Regions from separate parts of the Sus scrofa genome. Here region 2 is linked to region 1. The links are chromatin contacts, called in public promoter capture Hi-C maps. All regions are on one chromosome and are shown on one strand. Each heading gives the region's core, a stretch centred on a gene start, on an enhancer-like site or on the middle of the called end of the contact. The rest is flanking DNA. Distances are from core to core; before and after follow the strand shown. Region 1 holds the start of TTBK2 (tau-tubulin kinase 2). Region 2 holds the start of TMEM87A (transmembrane protein 87A).

Region 1 (6,842 bases), core at 1,674-4,173:
AGTTCCCGTCGTAGAGCAGTAGTTAACGAATCCGACTAGGAACCATGAGGTTGCGGGTTCAGTCCCTGCCCTTGCTCAGTGGGCTAACGATCCGGCATTGCCGTGAGCTGTGGTGTAGGTTGCAGACGTGGCTCGGATCCCGCGTTGCTGTGGCTCTGGCATAGGCTGGCAGCTACAGCTCCAATTGGACCCCTAGCCTGGGAACCTCCATATGCCGCGGGGGCGGCCCAAGAAATGGCAAAAAGACAAAAAAAAAACAAAAAAACAAAAAAAAAAAACCCTCAAAGAAAGGAATACATATTGAGTAATTCTGAGTGACACACACTCAAACTGTAAAGAATGCCACATATCATTAAGATAATTCTTTTACAGTAGGTTTTTTTTTTAAGTAGGGAAGGAAGCAAGCTAAGCTGTCCATTAATTCTCATAGGCTATTTTGCTAATCAATTCGGCCTTCACTAGTTCAGTAATGCTCAATAAACATTTTTCCTTGTTTTATACTTTTTTCTTTCTTTTCTTTTCTTTTCAGGCAACAAACATTTATTGTCCCATGCAGGTTTTGAGGATTAGGAATCTGAAAGTGCCTTAGTTGGGTGATTACAGCTCAAAGACTCTCACAAATTGCAATTAAGTTGTCATTTTTAATACATTACTTTTTTAAAGTTGTAAACTCAAAAAAAAAAAAAATGCCCCCCAAAGTTAAATTCCATGATCATAGCAAAGTCAGCTCTGTAATCTTTGTTCAAAATGAAAAACCAACAATCTAGCACTATCACATTTTTTGTACATTTTTTAAATGTAAAATATCCTCAAAAGCTGTCTAAATTACACAAACTTCACTTCTAACACTACATTTAGAGATAGCTGAAGCACTGCATAATGGAGTTCAATTTGCTAAAGCAAATGAGACTAATCTCATGAAGATTTCCTGAGGCATCAAAATAATAAATATTTAAAAGTCAAAAGAAGTCACAAAATTCTTGAGTCATACATAGTACAACAGAGAATTCACTAAATTATGTATTAACCATAGTACAAGATAATGAGCAAGATATATAGCATTCTTAGCCTTCTACTGAAATCAAATTTATTTCAATTTGATATTACAAATTAAATTAATGAAGCTGAGGATTTCCATTTCTTTCATGTGTCTAAAACTGAAAGAATAAAAAGTATTTCCTAACATTCTAGCTAAACTTTCCTTCATAATCATGCTTGTGCCTTGATAAAAATGTACCACATAGGAAAACATAAGCTTCTATACAGATTCCTTTCAATATGTTTTCAATTTCAAAAGATCACAATATGTAATCCAAGTCCACACACCTGTTATTTGAAAAAATTTTAGTTAAGATGAATTCTTCAAGATTAGTCATATAAGTAATATTTGTTCTCAATACTGCTTTATTTAAAAAAGAACTATACAGTGTTCAGATTTAAAATCAATCTCCCATCACCCTTTCTACCCAAATGAACGTTACTCTATTATATTTAGCCAAAAGAATATAGTAAACACATCTTTGTGGCCCATCATGACAAATCAGTGTTAGAAACCAATGCAACTGTTATTAATGGCTCAGAACCAAACACTGTAACAAAAACACACTGAGTGGATACTCCGTGTGTACATGTGCCCATTCATAATAATGCAAACCTCATACATGCATTAAAAAACTTGCTTTCTATTTAATACCAAAACATCTTTACATGAACACAAATTATAACAACATTGCCCTTTTTGATGTTCAAAGAACAATTTCTAAAGCAAGGGATGAGAAGAGTTAATGCCGGATTGCTGCCACCTACCAACTTTAATTCAAAGCAAAGTACAACTCAATGTCATTTTTACCTTCTAACGCAGCCACGACTCAAATAAAATTAAGTTCACTGTGGATAAAGTATCCTGGATTCCCAATGGATTATTTACTTCGGATGTGCAGGTAAATACGTGTGGACTCTCGTCCCTCCCACAGCATCCCGGAGTGTCAACATCATCTTAGTCAAAGCCAACGACGAGCAAATCCTTCTACCTTGCACCCTAAGTACCAGAAAGTCAGGGCCTCCATTGCCGTTACTACACAACAGATTCTACAGTCCCATGCCCTCTTCTATCGCATTTGGGGGAGCCGGATGGGAAAGAACCGCTCAGGATATGCTGAGAATCCTGGATTTAGTCCTGGTACCAGACTCAACATGAATACAAGTGGTATGTGGGTCACCCACAGAAAAAGAAATAGAACGAAGCTTTGTGACCCTCGAAGTTCAGTGAAGACACCAAAAGCTTCTGGGGATACGAGGCACAACCCTTTGGGGAAACCGAGGAGAAGCAGGCGATCTCCGAGTTGGAGTGACTAGGTCTGGCACAAACCCAGGGAGTCTGCGACCCGGGAGTCTCTGGTACCCCTTCCCTCCACACCTGGGTCGGTCATTGGGCTAGGGGTGCGGCCGCAGGAGGGGGTTAGGAGTAGGGGAGGGCAGGGTGCGGAGCTCCCCCAGCTGCGCCCAGGGGGTCCGGGGGGGTGTGTCCTACCTGGGCCGTGGCAAACGCAGCGATTCGGGCGGAGGGTTCCGGTCCAGCTCAGGGCCGGGACCCGCAGGAGTCAACCCACAGCAGGCGGGACTGCCGCCGCCTGCCCATCCCCCGCCGACGACTGCGGCGGGACCCAGCGCGGCTTCGAGGGCCGGCCGGCCGAGTAGTCCCCTCGGGTACCGTCCGCGTTTACTGGCGGCGGCGGCGGCTGCTGCAGTTACTGCTGCTGCTGGCGGCCCTCAGCCGCTGCTCTAGTTTCAGCCCCTGCTTCTCCTCTTGCCGCCACCGCCGCCGCCTGGTCCCTACCGCTCCCATCGCCGCTGCGGCGACTACTGCAGCGCCCGCTGACCCGACCCGACGTTATTCTCCCCCGTCGCAACCTAGCACAGCCTAGCCCACCTGCCCTGCCAGTGCGCACGCCCACCTCTCCGCCACAGGTGCTGATTGGAGAACGCGTCCCGAGTCCGCCACATCGGTTGGCTGGTCCCATTGCCTATCACGAAAGGGGCGGAGAGTCAGGCAAAGAACATCTCCGCCCCCACCGGAGAATTGCCGCTATCTTCAGGTTTGCCTGAGAGGGCGAGTTACCGGGAAAGGAGCATCACAATGGAAGCGCGCGTGCGCGAGGGGATTCTGGACCTCGTAGTTCCAGCCTCAACGTCAACTGCCTGCCGGCCCAGAGAGGAGAAGTGGGCTTCTGGGACTAGTTGGCTCACAGTGGGGTCTTCCTAGCTCAACAGTTATCTTGGTTATATAGTGATGGTTGTGACGCCAGGGTTGGCCTTTTCTGAAGAAAATCGAAAATGCTTTCTCACCATACGAATTTCCACAAGCTGAGCTGAGGCATTGGGTCATGAAGAAGGGCCCCAAGTCGTGAGGCCCTGCCGTGCCACCTCCTGGCATGAACCAGCGCTGCCAGGATCTGGCAAATTGGCGTCTTCCCCAGAACAACCTAACATAAAGCTAATCACCGATGAGTGCTGGGAAAAGCCTAAAACTGTAAGCAAGGAGACAGAAACCTCCGGAAAGGAATATTAGCCTGGAGCCCGGCGTATCCTTAGGGTTTCCACAACTGTAGCGAACAAGATTTCATTCCCTTTTTGAAACATCACCACTGAAGGGTTCAGTGAGCAGCCCTGGGAGGTGCAGTATATGATTCTAAGCAAGAGAATGTGGGAGTCCGTAGAAGGCTTTCCAAAAAAAAAGGGAGGGGGGCGGAGCATTGAGGCTGTGTGGGATAATTTGTATTCGGTGTTGATGTATCAAGCTGTTTGGTAAAGAGGCAACCTTACGATTAAACCCCTCTCCCATCCTTACCCACCAACTTACAGAAGAAAAAAACTCCAAGAAGTTTAACAGCTTTCCTGGATCTACAAAACTATTTAGTGGCAGAACCAAAAACGTGCGTATCTTAAACGTCCCTTGTCCTATGCTTTTTTTTACTCAATAATCACAGTGACTCCCAGGAGTCTGCCATGGACTGAAAGATTGTGATGCATTACAACCTTCATTTGACTTTAAATCTTTTTCTTCACTCAAGTGACATCATGATTAAAGCTAATTAAGAATGTAGAAAGGTTAAATATGAATCCTATATTCAATCTCATAACTATTATTGAATCTGTTTCTTCTTGTTCGGGAAATGCCAGAGCCTCTTGACATTATTCGAAAAACAGCAGTCTGTCTTGACTAGATTCTTGGATAAAAAGCAGGACAAAATGTACATTAAAGGCAATTGATGATGCAGCTCATCTGTTCTATTCAAACTTAAAGAAGTTGCCAAATTGTTTTTGTTCCACTGATTAAAACCACAAGTTGCTTTTTGCATTACTTTGTCTAACAGAGTATAGTTCACTTCAGAGTACAGGCAGGGCAACTAATTTAAATCCGAAAGGATTAGTGTTTCTGTAAATACTTTAAAGTCAAAGAAATTTATAGGGGAAAAAATTTCAGATTCATTGAAATTATGCCTAGCACTAAGTGCCAACAGCATATGGAAGTTCCTGGGCGAAGGATTGAATCCAACCCACAGCTGCAATCTATGCAGATCCCCTAATCCACTGCTTCTGCCCTGTGCTGGGGATCAAACCTCTGCTTCCACAAGGACCCTCTGCAGTCAGATTCTTGACCCACTGTGCCACAAGAGGAACTCCCTGTATATCTCAATAAAGTTGTTTTTAAAAACTCTGCACAATCTTTTGAAAGATGAAACTCACAGTGGACTGGTGCTCAAGTGTTTCCACAACCGAGCAAACAGTCCTGTTTTTTTAATTTTTCATCAGTCTAACCAGTTTATTTTAAAATGTTACTTAATCCACTAAACAAAAAATATTTAGGGCCAATTAATGGCAACCACTTTGCTATGTACTTCGAAAACAAATATGAATAAACTCATTCTGTCTTGGAATTTCACAATGGGAGTTCCTGTTGTGGCTCAGCTGTAACGGAATCCAACTAGTATTCATGAGAATATGGGTACCATCCCTGGCCTCACTCAGTAGGTTAAGTATCTGGCATTACCTTCAGCTAGAGGGTAGGTTGCAGACATGGCTTGGATCCCGTGTTGCTGGGGCTGTGGTGTAGGCTGGGAGCTGCAGCTCCAGCTTCAATTCAACCCCTAGCCTGGGAAACTTCATATGCTGCAGGTGTGGCCCTGGGAAAAAAAAAAAAGCAAAAAAATTCGCAATGAATTAGCAAACATGCAAATCCTATTACAATGCATTGCAGTAACTGCTGTAATAGAGGTATATTATGTAGGATATATAGATGCTCTAGAACAGGGGACAGTAAACGAACTGTAGCATGCAGGCCAAAAATGGGGGGGGGGTCCTCTAAGAGCTCTTTAAGCCTGTATCAGCAGCATTCTGAAGTACATTCACAGCAAATATATTAACTACCTCAAGTGTTTATATTTTTGAAAACTCCATCCTTAATTTTACTGTGAAAGGCTTTAGAGTCTGTTGTTTTAATCTGTTGAATATCAATTTGTGTTTGATGAATATTAATTGTCCATAATATCAGGGATGATTGACACTTAATAGAACTAGTAAAGCTATAGAAGAAACTAAAAGTTAACTTGCATTTACAAAAGTAATTATAATTACAGCTACTTTTTTTTTTTTTTGTCTTTTTGCCTTTTCTAGGGCCGCTCCCGCAGCATATGGGCGTTCCCAGGCTAGGGGTCCAATCAGAGCTGTAGCTGCCAGCCTACTCCAGAGCCACAGCCGCTCAGGATCAGAGCCTCGTCTGCAACCTACAGCACAGCTCACAGCAACCCTGGATCCTTAACCCACTGAGCAAGGCCAGGGATTGAACCCGCAACCTCATGGTTCCTAGTTGGATTCATTAACCACTGAGCCACAATGGGAACTCCCTACAGTTACTTCTTGATCTACTTCCTATTTATGCCTAACTTTTATGAAATACAAAACGACTATACCATTAAATGTTAAGTTATAAAAGTTAAGTTTTATTCTACTAGAACAGTAGTAGCGTTCAGTCTTTTCGGTTTTCTTTTTGTTGCAAGGTCATCCATTAACAAAGCATCATTTGATACAATTTTCAGAAAGTGGTGAGGTGATGTTGTGTTTCCTGATGTGTGTCTGTGACAGCCTGGAAAAAGTTCAGTGACTTTAAATCTGGTTCAGCTATTAGTTGCTCCAAACCCTGGATGTCTGTGCAAGGGAGAATAATTTACTGGCAATGCTAATAGCGCACCCTAGTGATCACAGTATTCCACTGACAGCAATAGTGAAATAAAACAGAATGCTCTCTTCTATTTTGCTTTTTGTTTTTTGTTTTTGTTGTTGTTGTTTTGTTTTTTCTGTTTTAGGGCCACACCTGTGGTATAAGGAAGTTCCCAGGCTAGGGGTCAAATTGGAGCTGCATCTGCCGGCCTGTGCCACAGCTACAGCAACACTCGATCCTTAACCCATTGAGTGAGACCAGGGATCATAGCCACATCCTCATGGATACTAGTTGGATTCTTTTCCACTGCGCGCCACAACATGAACTCTCTACTTTGTCTTATTAATAAATACAAACTATCTGGTGACTAGGAATTTTTAGGTGCTGTATGAGATGGAGGATTAAAGAAATATAAGCTACGAGGCTACTTTGAATTATAGTTTTTGTGTATATGTCTTATTTCTTTCCATAAGCTCTAGAGGGATTACTTTTTATATTGTGCATTTTCCATACTTCACTCTGTAAATATTTATTAAATACACTAGTGGATGCAAAAAGTTAAATACTAGTAAATATACAAAAATACAAGTGCTCTCATACTTTTAATTAACTTTTTCCCTTTATT
Region 2 (6,842 bases), core at 1,103-3,602, 610 kb before region 1:
GGTTGCAGACGCGGCTCAGATCCCGCGTTGCTGTGGCTCTGGCGTAGGCCGGAGACTACAGCTCCGATTGGACCCCTAGCCTGGGAACCTCCATATGCCGCGGGAGCGGCCCAAGAAATAGCAACAACAACAACAACAACAAAAAGACCAAAAAAAAAAAATAAATAAATAAATAAAAATAAATAAAATAAAATAAAGCCAGTTGCAGAAATAAAATACAGCTTTCCTTTAATACACAATGGGGTATTTTGGATTCAGATACATGGTTTTCCCACTGGACAGACTTGTTTTGTTCTACATAATCTCTATTTCCTGGTTATTATCTTTGAGCTTCCTCTTCCAAAGATCCAAGTAGTACAATACTCCTTCTGCAAACAAAAGCTTTACTGAACATATTTGTTCAGAGCCAATGGTCTGCAAACCTAGATCATGTGTCCAGTAAACATCTAACATGCACACAAAAGCAAAATCAGTGGTTCTTTCTCTGACTCAGGACAGATTAAAACACCATGCAGGCAATCAACCAACACAATCTGTCTAACTATATACTGTAAACACCAGAAAAACAAGAGAAGAAAATAAAGTTCACACAACTAAGTATTCTGAAGATTATTCAGTGAAAGGATCTTAGTTATACCACATATGTTTATTCTTAGACAGTGCTGGACTATTAAACTTCAGAACTTATGTTGCTCATCAGAGGTAGAAAACAGGTAATTTAAAAGTTTGAAGACCACTCAAAAACTCAATAAAACTTCATGAAATGCAAAAAACTCACATTTCAGGAAGATAGTAGTATTTTTGAAGAGGATCTTTCCAAAACTAAAATAATTTTTCCCCTGCAAAGATAAAGAAGAGAAAGGATAATTAGCATCAAATCACTTTAATCCCCAAAGCAGCATGCAACTGGTATAAAAACCTAAATTTATAAAATGTTCAAGTTAGTTTTCTTAACACACATACAAAAAATGCATAAATATCCTTCCTTTTAGTAAAATTCAACCATATCCAATCTGCAGGATTTTGAAGCTTGGTGCGGAGACATGATTTTTTTTCCACAGGCCATGAAGCAAGGACTCTGGAAGGAAGGCTCCTACAAATCCTCAGATAACTTAAATCTTCATGGAAGGTACTCTTTAATCGGTTCACTCCTTTTACTCACTGATCATTGTCTAGAATAACCAATCATTTCTTCAAACAAACTATTCTATGAGCAGATGGCCAAATTCAACTATCAACCATTATACAAGTAACAGTACCTAAAACCGAGAACCTGAAGATCTTCACCAACTGAACAAAAGCTATAATTCCTGCCATATCAAAAGCTCAAATAAGATTTGGGCATTACAACCAGTGAGCAGAGCAGAACAAAAAAGACTACTGTGATTTTAATAAGACTAATGACTTCTGGCATTTCCTGCCAGCTTGTGATTTATCAGCTCACAGGACTATAGCTCTTACTCAAAGGAGGTTTTAAAAGGGCCGAGGGTCAACCTATCTAGTTAATTTGTCCAGAAGAAAAACTAACTTCTCACAATAAATTTTAGAATACTGTTTCTTCCGTTTTGTCCACTCTCAAATTAGACTACATTTCAAATGCTTAGGCTTCCTAATCACATGGCAAAGCTTAGAATAACTATTTCAAAGTCCAAACGAAATCAAACAGCTTCACAAGTAGAATCATCTAGTAGCCAAAAAATGAAGAGGAAGAAAAAAAAAGATGTCTATTTACATATCCCTCTCATTCAACCCGGAGTCATAAGATTCTGCGAAAGTTCAGCTGAAAAGAAAAACCACTTTCCACATATACATCAAGTTTACATGCCTCCAGTCAAAGAAAGTTCTCTGACTCTGCTGATAAAGAACCGCTCCATCACCACTCTCCGTTTCGGAAACGACCCTGGCATTACTGCTAATCTACCCACAGAAGTGTGCGGCTTTCCACTCCAGGTAGGTGAGTCCACGTTAACCAAGGACACAAACGCTCCCGGCAGTCCCACCCCTTTGGAAGCGTACTTTGGCGGAACCTTCCTGGACCCCATGGGCCGCCGTAGCCCCACCCCCTTACTCTTCCAGGCTCAGTTTCTCCTTAAGTGAACACTCACCAACGATATCGGTATGCGCCACTTGGATCGGTCGGCAGCTGCCACGGATGCCGGTCCTACACCGAAATGTGACAGTGGGGACGTGGGAGCCCCCAGAAGAAGAAGAAGAATGACAGGCAACACCTGAAGCCACGCAGCCGACGCCATCTTCACAGCCATGGAGTGCCTACCCAAAGTATTTCACCTTCTTCCGGTTCGTCCCGCCCTCTTCCGGCTCCCCTCTGGGGGCGGGATCATCCGGGTCCTCAAAACCGCAGGGGGCGTGTTTGTTTTGCGACTCAGCAGCCCCTCCTTCAGGCATACGTCACGGCCTGGTGTGAGGCTTTGTACCTACTGCGCAGGCGTCATCTTGTTGTAACCTAGTCACCTTGGAGCGCTAGGTTCATCGCCAAAAGCCATCGCCGAGTCTCTCGACTCCTCTACCTTAAGGGTTTGGGGACCAGACAAGAACCCCGTGGGGCGTTTGGCTCTCTCCTCCTCCTGTTGGCCCCTGTCCCTCATTCCTTCTGAGTCCGAGTCAAATGCCGGGGCCAGGAGTCTAGGAAAGCCGTAAGTCTGGCTGCCTACTTAAAGTCTAGTATTGAGTTCTAGGTTTCCGGAGGTATTTAAGCAAAAACTGGAATTTAGCCGGGGTGGAGTATAAGCGATTCCTAAACTGGACGGTGTAACAGATAACTCCTTTTAAAAAACCCCTTCTGGCCCTTAAGTCTGTGATGTAGATGTTGGCCGGCGCACATCAACTTAGAGCAGCCACCCGGCCGGCACTTCCTACTCACAGCTAAAACCGGGAGAGAGTGGGTCAGTTTTCAGTATCTTTGGCGTGACCGTCACTGAGAAAGATCTGCAGAAGCTTCGCCCAAGTCACGCAGACCGTCTTGGTACTTCCTGGTTCTCAGTCTCAGGGTTTTCATCCTCTGGGTCTGAGTTCACGCCCCCTCTGTTGCAGAAACCTTTTCGGTTCCTAATGAAGGTAGTTCCTGACCAGCCACTCAAAACCAAGAAAACTTTGCCCCCAAAAAACTAGTAGAAAGACTAGTTTGGGCGTGGAAATCCCAGGAGCAGGTGTCAATTTGTCACTCCTTGAGAACCTGGAGCCCCAGAAACTTGACGGTGGTAAAGCGCTGGTGGTTATTTAGAAAGACAATCTAAGAGACCGCCTGGGGCCTTTGCCTGAGAGCTGGGAGCCTGGTGAAGTGACTGGGAAGCCATGGAAGCAGCTGGCAAAGAGGAAATCAGGTAAAATCCCAGTAGTCCAGCAGGAACTGACTCCAGGGCCCACGGAGGCAGGCAGAACCTGGAAACAACATTCTGGCTTTGAAGATTTTATTGACTTTGATTGCGCTTGTTTGCACGTTTGGTATTTGTACATTAAATTTATATCTTTTCAATTCTCCAGAGAATTAGGTGATATTAATAGCCCCGCATGAAGTATTTTCAAGATAGTTAACAAAACTGGAAGAATTGTTATCAGAACTCTTAACACATGAATTTCAAGCATGTTGCTTTCCAAATTCCGCTGTATACACCTCTTCCTGAAGCATTCCAGAGTATATTCTTCAAAGCTGGAAAGAATGCTAATTTCTCTAATCTTTGCACACTTGATCCAAAGAAACAGTGACAAAGACTCAGTGAAGGATTTGATTACTGCCATGATAAACCATGTCCAAGTGTGTTTGTCTGAGCTTGTTTTCATAATATTTTGAAATAGTATTCAGTTATAGCTTCCTACGTAATCATGGTCATACTGACTACAGATGTATTCACTGTGTCTCATGCATGAAAGTCAATGTGGGTTTTTTTTTTTTCATTATAGCCTGTAGTTGTTTTATTTTTTTGTCTTTTTGCCATTTCTTGGGCTGCTCCTGCGGCATGGAGGTTCCCAGGCTAGGGGTCTAATCCGAGCTGTAGCCGTTGGCCTACGCCAGAGCCACAGCAGCGTGGGATCGGAGTGGATCCTTAACCCACTGAGCAAGACCAGGGATTGAACCCGCAACCTCATGGTTCCCAGTCGGATTCGTTAACCACTGCGCCACAACAGGAACTCTGCCTGTTGTTTTAATCAGTATATATTAAATACATATACTCAAGTAGCAATATACATACATCTTGATCATGTTCTCTTCAGAAACAGCTTTTCTGGAAACTTGATTTTAAAAAACATTGGCCCCTAGATTGTCAGCATCATCTTAAAAGCAAAGGATTTTCCTTCTCCATTGGTTTCTATCCTTATTCTAGCACCTTGCACATACCTCATTATAGCATCTGTCAGGTTGATTTGTGATGTCAGGCTCCCAAAGAAAGCTTGAACACAGTCCTTGTGTTATTATGGCCCTAACGCATTTTTACAACACAGTGGTTTATGTGCCATGTTTAACTAGAATTAAAGAAGGTGCAGGAGTTCCTCTCGTGGCTCAGCAGAAACAAATCTGACAGTATACATGAGGACACGGGTTCGATCCCTGGCCTCAGTGGGTTAAGGATCTGGCTTTGCTGTGAGCGGTGGTGCAGGTTGCAGATGTGGCTCTGACATAGGCCAGCGGCTACAGCTCAGCTCTGATTCGACCCCTAGTCTGGGAACCTCCATAAGCTGTGGGTGTGGCCCTAAAAAGACAAAAATAAATGAATAAAACAATAAAAAAATAAAGACAGTACAAAAATTGGATTCACAAACCCCATGTAAAATAGGTTTCATAAAATATGGGGTTTTTTTTTAGTGTTGAAGATGAAGCTGTGGATAAAAACATTTTCAAAGACTGCAGCAAGATTGCTTTCTACAGGTAAGGAGAGGAAATGTATGACCTAAGTAAAAGAGTTCTGAAAATATTTCAAAACTGATGTTTATTAAATTTTTGAGAATAGGCTTTCTGAAGAAAGAGTCAACTAGGAAACTCAGTATTAAGGAGTTTATCGGATAGAAGACATTCACCTATACTACTTTAATGTGCTGTTGTATTTTATTATGTTCTTATTAATTATAATTAATTATATAATTATACATTATCATTAAAATTACTATATTAATAAACAGGTATTTTATTTTCAAAGTCAAAGCTTTTTTAAAGTAGTGTTAAAATTTTGAATCTTTGAATAGGTAATACTTTTACACGGTTCAAAAATCAAATAATATAAAAAGATACACATTGAAAAGTGTTACTGTCATTCCTGCCCCCTTCCACCCCATTCCAAATCTTTCCCTGTAAGTAACCAGATTTATTCATTTCTTATTTATCCTTCCAATATTTCTCTTTGTGGATGCATATATTCTTTTTTTTTTTTTTTTTTTTTGTCTTTTTAAGGCCACACCTGTGGCATATGGAGGTTCGCAGACTAGAGATGGAATTGGAGCTGTATCTTCTGGCCTATGGCACAGCCACTGCAACTCAGGATCTGAGCCACGTCTGCAATCTACACCACACCTACTAAGCAAGGCTAGGGATCAAACCTGCGTCCTCAAGGATGCTAGTCAGATTCATTTCTGCTGAGCCACAATGGGAACGCCAATGCATATATTCTTATATCACTGCCATTCTTATGCCAAGTAACTTTCAGTAGACACTCTTGTATAGGTCTTTTTTTTCTGCTTCATAATTATTCTGAAGCCCTCTACATGAGTATATGGATTGTCCTCCTTTTAGAGCTCTATAGTATTCCATTGGGTGGATTTTAGAATTTATTTATAAATTCTAAAATTTATTCAGTCTCTCGTCAGTTGCTATATGCTTGTATCTTTTTAAGATGTTTCTTTTTTTCCATTATAGTTGATTTACTAGACCCTTCGATTGTTTTCAGTCTTTGCTATAATGTCACTGCCACAGTGAAAAGCTAGGCATATGTCATTTTGTACACATGCAGGTATATTTTTAGGGTGAATTTCCAGGAGTGGGACTACTAGGTCAAAGAGTAAATGTATTTGAAATTTTAACTATTACCCGATATCCTTCCATAGAGATTGTGTCATTTTGCACACCCATCACCACTATAGGATTGCCTGTTTCCCCAGAGCCTCAAAAAATATTTCTTTAAAATCTTTTTTTTTTTTTGACTGTCTGCCTTTATGTGATCCTGAAACCGAAATCCCCAAAAGTTATACAATTTTCTACTTTATTCACACTATATAAATGAAGAAAATCGTATCATTTTAATTATGAACATGTACCTTAGAGGGAATTTTATAGTGAACTTCTGGTCACCTTGTCAAACCACTAAATTATGTTGGATAGCCACTAGAATTTAGAGAACTTCTATTACAGTGTACATTTCGTGGGAAGAGGGACGGAAGTCAACAAGCTAATAAATGTCAGCTATGAAAACTGCCCCACCTTCTCAATAAAGGGGACAAAGTACCATCCTTGAGCAGTATTATGTTGAACAGTTTCATTAGTATTCTTCTTTTTTTATTAAGACTCTTATTAATTTTGTTAGCACTCTAAAGTACTCCTGTTAGTGCTTTATTGAAGTACTAATACTGTCTGCCGAACTCACTATCAAAGTCACTTTTAATGACTTCCATAAGAATATATAGTCCTTTGGAGGCTGACAATCACCAGTGGTTCTCAGACATCTGTATACTCCGTATCTGTAGACGTCAGAAACAGCAGCTCTCCAAGAAGTCTACCTATCGGGCATTACTAGACTCAGTCACAACAGGCAAAGATAGCACCAGGTTCCAAATCATCAATGAAGTAGCAAAGGTAAGATAAAACTATTTTGTACAGAGAATTATTTATGTCTGTGTTT

What was found. Promoter capture Hi-C pulls out the DNA fragments that hold promoters and counts their contacts.
Region 2: a promoter capture Hi-C map of liver shows a contact between it and region 1, with 2.3 times the contacts expected there. The contact joins the promoter of TMEM87A here to the promoter of TTBK2 in region 1. A contact is called at or near these places in 1 of 5 promoter capture datasets (liver) and 2 of 47 Hi-C or Micro-C datasets (embryonic fibroblasts and heart right ventricle).

Annotation. Positions count from the first base shown.
Region 1 is chr1:128,485,767-128,492,608 of Sscrofa11.1, reverse strand. It overlaps TTBK2 (tau-tubulin kinase 2), which reads right to left and starts at 2,923. Exons shown (of 15, transcript XM_003353383.5): 1 at 2,531-2,923.
Region 2 is chr1:129,093,898-129,100,739 of Sscrofa11.1, reverse strand. TMEM87A (transmembrane protein 87A) reads right to left here and starts at 2,352. Exons shown (of 20, transcript XM_005659710.3): 1 at 2,106-2,352; 2 at 779-839. The coding sequence starts at 2,264. GANC (neutral alpha-glucosidase C) reads left to right here and starts at 2,427. Exons shown (of 25, transcript XR_002345333.1): 1 at 2,427-3,341; 2 at 4,820-4,882; 3 at 6,619-6,796.